2 separate regions of the Mus musculus genome follow, and region 1 is linked to region 2. Evidence: chromatin contacts called from public Hi-C data. All regions are on one chromosome and are shown on one strand. The core of a region is the stretch at or near the end of the contact, and the rest is flanking DNA. Distances in the headings are between cores, read along the strand shown. Region 1 overlaps Arnt2 (aryl hydrocarbon receptor nuclear translocator 2). Region 2 has its middle 16 kb from the start of Cemip.

Evidence for each region. Hi-C and Micro-C count contacts between places; a contact is called where the count stands out from the background.
Region 1: a contact with region 2 is called in a Hi-C map of bone marrow-derived macrophages, with 23 read pairs. The contact joins two enhancer-like sites. A contact is called at or near these places in 2 of 39 promoter capture datasets (the HPC-7 cell line and cranial neural crest), 4 of 484 Hi-C or Micro-C datasets (bone marrow-derived macrophages and embryonic stem cells), 4 of 115 datasets of contacts at active chromatin or transcription factors (embryonic basal ganglia, extraembryonic endoderm stem cells, neural progenitor cells and 1 more) and 1 of 9 other capture datasets (embryonic stem cells).

What each region holds. Positions count from the first base shown.
Region 1 is chr7:84,331,752-84,335,945 of GRCm38.p6, reverse strand. The region is part of intron 5 of Arnt2 (aryl hydrocarbon receptor nuclear translocator 2); the gene reads left to right. Among named protein-coding and RNA genes, the nearest start is that of Gm30873, 3.0 kb to the left of the region's middle. Within about 2 kb of position 2,910, at least 50 of the 459 cell types and tissues checked have an H3K27ac peak or open chromatin away from gene starts, as enhancers often do. A contact at or near this core is called in bone marrow-derived macrophages, where this site is marked.
Region 2 is chr7:84,099,906-84,104,493 of GRCm38.p6, reverse strand. No RefSeq gene overlaps it. Among named protein-coding and RNA genes, the nearest start is that of Cemip, 16 kb to the right of the region's middle. Within about 2 kb of position 1,758, at least 20 of the 459 cell types and tissues checked have an H3K27ac peak or open chromatin away from gene starts, as enhancers often do. A contact at or near this core is called in bone marrow-derived macrophages, where this site is marked.

The sequences.
Region 1 (4,194 bases), core at 1,661-4,160, 230 kb before region 2:
GTGGTGTCACAATAGACAGTGTTTCTACACATGCTGCTGTCTCCAGCAGGCCTGCCTTCCTTCCCTGCTGCCAAAAGTCCCCTGAGGTGACCTAGTGTGACTCAAGCACGGGACCAAATGGGATGAGGAGGATGCAGGCCTGGGGACATGGGGAGGCAGTTAGGGGAGGTGGAGGATCCTGCCCTTAATCATCTGGACCTAGTAACATGTGCAGCCCATGATTTTTTTTACCTTGAGAACTCATTAACTCAGACGTTCTCACTTCTTCCTCTATAGATACTGATAACAACGTATTTCCTAAGAACTAATAGAGAACATTTCAGAGCTAATCTGTGAGAAAGCCATCATGATTGTATTTAGAAACTAATATTTCATTCATTTCAGAATAATGGAGAATGACACTGAACTGATAACATAGATGGGTGGCTTTCCAAATGTCTCCACTTGCCCTGTTTCATTTCTTTCCATGTCCCCTGAAAGTGTCAGCATAGGCTTAGCAGGGACACGGTGAGAAAAGCTGGACTTCTCATCCTCTCCTAGTTCTGTTCATTCATAGTCATCCATCAAGCACAGGCTCACCAAGTACCAATGGCCTTTATCAAGTTACTATGCTAAGTGTTAGGGATATGGTAATGAATTCAACCAAAGTAGCCAAGCTCTTGTGGGTTTTACAGTTTATGGGAACAGACATCAGAAATGAATTCTTGTTTAGCACACATAGCATGGTGCGACATAGGGTAAGGTCCTCAAGGGAAACAAAAGCCAGTAACACAGTATTTGACCTGTCTAGATGGGTTAGGGAAGGTCATGGGGTGAGAACTGCTTTGTAAGATGTGTCAAGGAAGCCAAGGGTGAGCCAGGTAAGATGGCCAAAGGAGGGGAGGCAGTACCTATTCCCAGAGCATCATGAGCCCCTACGCCTTAGAATCTCAGAGTTTCCAACCAAAGAGATCCTTTGTCTCTGTTGTAAGTGAGAAGCTCACAGTGGCCATAGCATGGAGGATGGAGTGGGAAGCCAGATTGGCTGTGTGGGGAAGATAGAGTTCATCTCAGCAGCTACAGAGGCTTCATCTCCGGAAGGTGTGGTGGATTAATTCCAGAGATGGGAGGATTCATCTCATTCAGGTGTGGGAGTTACCCAGGAAAAGGAGATGATGCAGGTTGGGCTGGCTGAGGGTGTTTTCCTCTGTTTACTATAGTGAATGATCATAGCTAAGACAGCTTAAACAACAAGAATGTCTTCTCTTCACCGCTTTAGAGGTCAGCATTCTGAAAGACTAGTGTGAACTTGATTGGTTCCTTCTGTGGGTTCTGGGTGGAAATCTGGTCTAAGCCTCTTGATCTGGGCCTCCTACATTACTTGCTGTCTCAGTGTCGAATGCCCTTCTTTTAATTATTTATTTATTTTTGTTTGTTTGTTTGGTTTTTCAAGACAGGGTTTCTCTGTGTAGCCCTGGATATCCTGGAACTCACTCTGTAGACCAGGCTGGCCTCGAACTCAGAAATTCACCTACCTCTGCCTTCCAAGTGCTGGGATTAAAGGTGTGTGCCACCACTGCCCAGCTAATGCCCCTCTTATAAGGACACCAGTTATATTGTGGTTAGTGTTGGGTCCCCTGAACTTGCCTAGCTTCTTTGCATCTCAGCTGCAATGTGACCTGCTTGCTGATAAGCATATTCAGGGCTGTTACTGTTATAACTGTGAACCATCCTGCTCTATGAGTCAACACTATCAAAATCCCAAGAATGAATCGTGCAGTCCTGGAAATGGCATGTGACTTAGCTTGCCTCAGCATCTTGGCATCACGTCCATTCAGCTGGGAATAGGATATAGATGGAGGATGCTGCCCAATCCCTCTGCTGTTCCTTAGTTGATCCCTCTTCATTTCTTCCCAGCCCGACCACCTAACTGACATGGGCTGGCATAAAGAGCAGTATGTTCTTGTCTACACTGATCAGGTTTGCTGGGGTTGGAATCCAGACCATCAGATCCAAGCAGCCAGCCTACCTCTTCAGGATTCTTGCTTATGCATTCACAGCTGCCTGAGTTCTAAACTGGGCTTCTGTCTGTCTTCATTTGCCCTTCTTTGTTCTGACTCGGCTCACCATCTGATACATGAGTCCTAGCCAGCTTCCTCCTGCCTTGGATCAGACCTGCAACTTTGCAGTGGCCGCATTGGCAGAAGCAGATTCAGACCCATGCCTACCTGTGCCTCTGGGGATAGAAGAGGGCCTTAGATCCCCTGAAACTGGAGTTATTAACTGATGTGAGCTGGGATTTGAGCTCAAGTCCTCATCCTCTGCGGGAGCAACAAGTTTTTCCAACCTCTTAGCCATCTCTTCAGTCCCCTCATCTGTATTTTTAAAAGCAACTCTGTGGTTCCAGCATGAACCAGAATCTAAGAATTCCAATATCCCGATACAATCTCTGGGAACGACAAAAAATAAAAGGGAAGAGACCACAAACAGAGTACAGTCCAATCTGCCCAGTACCTAGGAGAGAGAATTAAAAAAGATGAAAAGACTACTTTTGATTTTACTCCACCAAGAAACAGAATGTTAAAGATGTATAGCATGATGGAAAATCCACAGCATCTGCCCTTTAAACACTGCCAGAGTCTCCACTTCTTCACCAAGTATCTTTCATCTTAACCTTTATACCCAAGCAGCGAGTCCACAGACCACCCCCCCCCCCAATGACAAAAATAGCCTGGGAATAGTATTGTTTTCAGGAAGATGTAATTATTTCGAGTTGTTTGGAACATTTTGAGAGACACTGAATCATTGCTTCCTGGTGCTATGATTTAGATCTTGGTAAAAACCTCACGTGATGGTCAGACTTTGTGCAGCCTTCAGTTAAAAATAGCTTGATTGCAAAACCCCAGTGTGCTCGAGAAAATTAAAATAGTTTCCTCCAGCTTCACCAAGGAATGACACACATCTCCCCCTGAAGTGGCATGACCCAAGGCAAACGGTTGAATGGAAATCCATGCATAAGCTCTGCCTTTCCTCTTCACTGCCTTTTCAGTAAATGCTAATTGAAGAAAGCATCTGCATCCAGTTTTCCCTTTATTTTTGTAAATTCTTTGCTTACACCCGGACGAAAAGCCTTCTCTGCCAGTTGCGTGCTTAGGCATTGATCCAATGGAAAGATGCATGGATGGTTTGCAATTTTCCCCTTCGAGTGATGACATAAATTACTCCCCAGTGAGCTATTTACAATGTCGTTCTTTAACCTTGACCCAGTGCACATGTTTTGAGGACTGAGAATCACAAGAGCTCTATATAGTGAGGTTGTGGAGGCCAATCCCGCCTGTCCTTTATAGCTTTCCCACTATGACTCGTTTGTGACATGGCCTCGTGGTTTTGAATGTAGGTAGCAATAAAGCCAGTCACCTTGGGAGAGAGCCATTTCCACTTCAGTATGTTTGTATTCAGCACACTAAGTATTGTAGCCCATGAATCTGCCACTGTCTCAAACAGTGCATTGAGTTGCATTGGTTAGGAGACTTTCACACTAGCAGACTATCAGTGAGCTGATGGTAGGAGCTATAGAGATAGATTCAGTTCTGCTGGATGACCTTGATCAAGGTTGGGATTCTCCCTAAGCCTTTACTTTCTCCTCAGTGTTGATGTGAGGATGGTGCTCAGAGCATACCTGCCATATCTCAGCTTCCTTTTTCCTGTCTTTGGTACCTTTATCTTTAGTGGAGTTCCCTAGACACATAGTTGCACACAGCTATGTGAACACTCTTGGGACTAAATGTTGAGGGAGATGGGGAAAGGTCAGGGGAGGTCAGAAAAGAAACTAGGTTCAGGAGAAATATGACCTGTATGAATGGGGATCCGAAGTATAAATTGCACAAAATTTGCCCCAATTGGAACAAGAAACTCTTTGGCCACCCTATCCTAAGCAGTCACCGACCCCAGGCTTGAAAGGGGAAGCTTCAGGCCAAGTGGTGTCATGAAGAAAATGCAGGTGGGAGCCCATAACAAATGAGGGGAGGGACACTCCAGTCCTCCTGGAACAAGAGGCCTAGAGGAACCTCTGTGGAATATCTGAAAAGTCCTTCAAAGCAAAAGAGGCCCGCGCCAGAACTGGTGAGACCTAAGCTTGCCGTGGTTTGCCCGAGATGATCTGATAAAGCAAGTGTCAGGTATGCTAAGACTGAAGCCAAGGTAATGGGGCTCTCT
Region 2 (4,588 bases), core at 509-3,008:
CGTCTGAGACCAAGCCACATTGGTTGCCATCCTTTCCCTGCTGTGGTGGACAGTATCCCTTAAACTATGAGATAAACCTCTCAGCCTTCAAGCTATTTTGGTCAAGTATTTTGTTTACAGCAGCAACAAAAAGCTAACTAATGAAAGTGGTGATAGTGAACACCTTTGTCTCGTTCCTGATTTTAGAAGAAATGTGGTTTTTTTTTTTTAAATATTTCCTCATTCATTACAATATTGGCTGTAAGTTTGTCACAGCTAGCCTTTTCTGTGTTGCAATGTGAACAAAACATCTTGTCTCACGTTCTTTGGGATTTCATTATGAAAAGCCATAGACTTTGTCACAGGCCTTTTCTGTGTCTTTCAAGATAGTCATGTGATTTTTATTGATGAAAAGTAGCTCGTAGAAGGATGGGTTCCTTTTGACTGAGGGTTGAGGGTTTAGCCCGTCATAGCGGGGAGAGTATGGAAGCCTGGGGAGAAGCAGAGAGAGGAACTGGTGCCCAGCTTGTTTTCCCCTTTCTTCCCTATTCCATTCAGTCCAGGATCACACACAACTGTAGGATGATGCCACCCACATTCGGGGGAAGTCTTCCCTCCGCATTGAAACCTCCCTGGACACACTATTGCAAGGTCCTCCACATTGAAACCTCCCTGGAGACACCGCTGCAAGCATGCCTGAGGTGAGTTTCCATGCAACTCCAAATCCAGTCAAGCTGACAATAAAGAATGACCGTCATTGGTCTTAGTCAGGGTCCACCACTTTGTATAGATCTTTATTTTGCTTGAACTTGATAATTCCTATAACACTAATATAGTAATTTGATTTTTAGAAGTAAATTAACTTTGATTCTCTAGACCAGTGGTTCTCAACCTGTGGATTGTGATCCCTTTTGGGGATGGTATCAGAAGACCCTTTCACAGGAATCACATATCAAATATCCTGCATATTGGATACTTCTATCACAATTCACAATAGTAGCAAAACTACAGGTATGAAGTAGCAACAGAATAATTTCATGGTTGAAAGTCACCACAGCATGGGGAGCTATGGGTTCCTCTACTAAAGGGTTGCAGCATTAGGAAGGTTGAGAGCTACTGCTCTAGACTCTTGACTGCTCTGACCTGTGGAGCCCAAGTAATGGCTAGCCAGGCAAGATGCTTATTGATCACCTAACGTTCTTTAATTCATGACTCACTGGGCACCCTCTAGCAATGCTAGCTGCTGACCAGAAAAGAAAACTCTTCCACTTCCTTCTCCATAAGTGGAAGAGGACTTTGATTCTTACAGGAAGCCCCTTTGTAGAATCACCCCCTTACTACAGACCTTCTCTCTCTCAAGTAGCTTGCTCTCTTGACTGTTTCTCTTTCTTTCTGACTTTTCACCCAGAATGAAAATGCTGTGTGACCTTTATGAATGATCTTTTAAGACGTTTTTTAATTTCAGTTTGCAAGTATATTTTAACAATGTTCGTATTTATAGTGTCTTGGTTAGGGTTTCCATTGCTGTGAAGAAACACCGAGGCAACTCTTATACAAGACATTTAATTGGGGGTTGCCTACAGGTTCAGAGGTTCATTCCATTATCATCAAGGCAGGAAGCATGGCAGCATTCAGGCAGACATGGTGCTGGAGGAACTGAAAGTTCTACATCTTATTCTGAAGGCAAAAAAAAAAAAGAAGACTGGCTCCCACTTGGCTATGAGGAGAGTCTCAAAGCCTAACCCACAGTAACATACTTCCTCCAACAAGGCCACACCTCCCAAGTGCCACTCCCTATGGGCCAAGCATATTCAAACCACTACATATAGTCATCAAGGAAGCTGTTCTATCCTCTCTCCCTCTCTCCCTCTCTCCCTCTCTCCCTCTCTCCCTCTCTCCCTCTCTCCCTCTCTCCCTCTCTCCCCTCTCTCCCTCTCTCCCTCTCTCCCTCTCTCCCTCTCTCCCTCTGTGTGTGTGTGTATGTGTGTGTATCTATGTCCTTATCTGGTTTGGTTTCAAAGTGATACCAGCTTCCTAGCACCACTTTCAGAGCATCCCTTCCACTGCTGTTTTATGGACCTGTTGGAGACATATTGGTATTGATCCTTTGTTGAAGGTCTATAGCATCCAGAGTGATTCTGCTCAGTTTTGGGCTATCATTTTATTTATTTTATTTTTGTTTGAACACTTTCTATTACTGCGTCAATCTCATTTCTCATTATTAATCTGTTTAAGTTGTTTGTATCCTCTTGACTCAATTTTCATAAATCACTTCTGTCTAGAAACTTAGGTTTTTTTTCAAAATTTCAAGTTTATTCAGTGCATGTTTTCAGAATATTCCCCAATGAATCTTTGAATTTCAGTTGTATTTTCTGTGATTGTTCTTGTTCCTCTCATCACAAATTATATTAATCTCTCTCTCTCTCTCTCTCTCTCTCTCTCTCTCTCTCTCTCTCTCTCTGTCAGTTTCACCAAGGGCTTACCAGTCTTGTTAATCTTTTCAAGTAACCAATTCATGTTTCACTGATCCTTGCATTAATTTTTTAGTCACGTTTTATTGTGTGTCAGTTAGCTTTCCATTGCTGTAACAACATCTCAGATAAGCCACCCCAAAAGAGAAATAATTTCAATTTAGTTATAATTTAGTTTTGATCTAGCTTTGGAGATTACAATCCACATTCATTGGCTCCATGCTTTTTGTTTATGTGGTGTGGAAGATCGTTACAGGAGTATGTGACAAATCAGGAAAACGATGAGGAATGCAGTGGAGTCCCATAATTCCCTTAGAAGTCACCCTTTAGTGGCCTAATCTCTCACTATACACCACCTCTCAAAGGTCTTGAATATGTCCTGGTAGCACCAAGGTGAGGGCCAAGTCATTAACATGAATAGAACTTGAAATGAGATGAACAAGAGCCATTTTTACAGATACTACTGAAATCCAGGGGATCCTTGGGGACTATTCTGTAAGCATACACTGAATAAATTTGAAATTTAGAAGAAATGGCTAAGTTTCTAGACGTAGCACATGGGCTTTGGGGATGCATTCCAGATCCAGACTGCAGCCCCTATTAATTCATGTAGCTATAGCACATGAGTATTTGTTGCTATTCTATGAATATATTCCAATTTATGCTATGGATGAACAATGGGCATTTCATTTGAATTCCATGTTTTTCTTATATTTTTGGTTGTGAGCCTAGCCTTTAATGGCTGAGCCATCTCTCCAGTCCCAGTTTTTTTTCTTAACAAACAGGTTTTGCACATCTCATGATTTAAGACTTCTTCCTGATGGTCCTTAATCTTACTAATGTGTTGAAATTCCCAAGCTGCATTTAACTATGTTGGTGCCTGAATCCTCACCCTCACAGATTCTGATTTTGTTACAGTCTCAGAGTTTACTGCTGTGAGGCGACTCTTGTAAGGACAACATTTAATTGGGGATGGCTTACAGGTTCGGAGGCTCAATCCATTATCATGGTGGGAACATGGCAGTGTCCAGACAGGCATGGTGCAGGAGGAGCTGAGTGTTCTACATCTTCATCTGAAGGCTGCTAGCAGATACTGACTTCCAGGCAGCTAGGACAGGGGTACTAAAGCTCTCGACCACAGTGACTCACCTACTCCCACATGGCCACACTTCCTAATAGTGCCACTCCCTGGGCCAAGCATATGCAAACTATCACAGTTGCTCTGGGCATGTGGACTTTTAAACAAAATACCTCCAGATTCCCAGGTGGGCATGTAAAAGTGAAAAAGCTGCCCTAAAAAGGGTTCCTCGTCTCCATGTGCACTCCCATTATGCAGATTTTGACTTAGTACATCCATGATGATTTGAGACTACACATTTCATAGAATCTCCCAGATGATATTGGTCCACTGCCAAGGGTGGAGTACAGCTGAGTCTTAGGGATGTGCCTTCAGCCCCACTAGAACTATGCCAACTCATTTTTGAAAGCCAGGGTGCAATGTCTCCTCTCCACATTGGATTAGAGTTCTAGACTTCACCACTTGTATCTGACTTGGTGTATTTTGCCTAAATATTAAATATTATATCCCTGATCATTCAAGAGATAAGAATATTTCGAAATCACACGGGACATTTGACAATTTTCTATTGAGAGGGAAGGTATCCTTTGGGCTCAGGACCCCAAAGACCAAGTTGTCAGACTAAGTTCTCAGTACAAAGGAGATGTCTTTGCCCAGAGGGACAGAGGACAGGGATAAGGGACAAAGACAGGAGGTAGAGGATGAGAGAGAAGGAGAAGGGAACAAGAAAGAGGGGTAAGGGGCATTTGTCCTAAAGTGGGTCAAAGGACTGCCTCTGGTTAGAGAGGAGACAGATGTGGTCATTAGGAAAATGCTAGTTTATAAGGGTAAGGGTACATGGGGAAACCCTGTGTTAGGATGAGGTGTTTGATTCTAACTGGCATGTTAACTAGGTGAGCCAAAGGAGACTTTTGATTGCTGGACTTTAATACTTAAAGAGCTGAACCTTGGTAGTTAGCCTCAGGAGGAGGAAGTGGCCAAATAAGGGAATAGGGATTTTGGGGGCTACCTTCAAGAATGTAATCTTCAGATTTTAGCAAGGGAGAGGGAATCAGGGAGA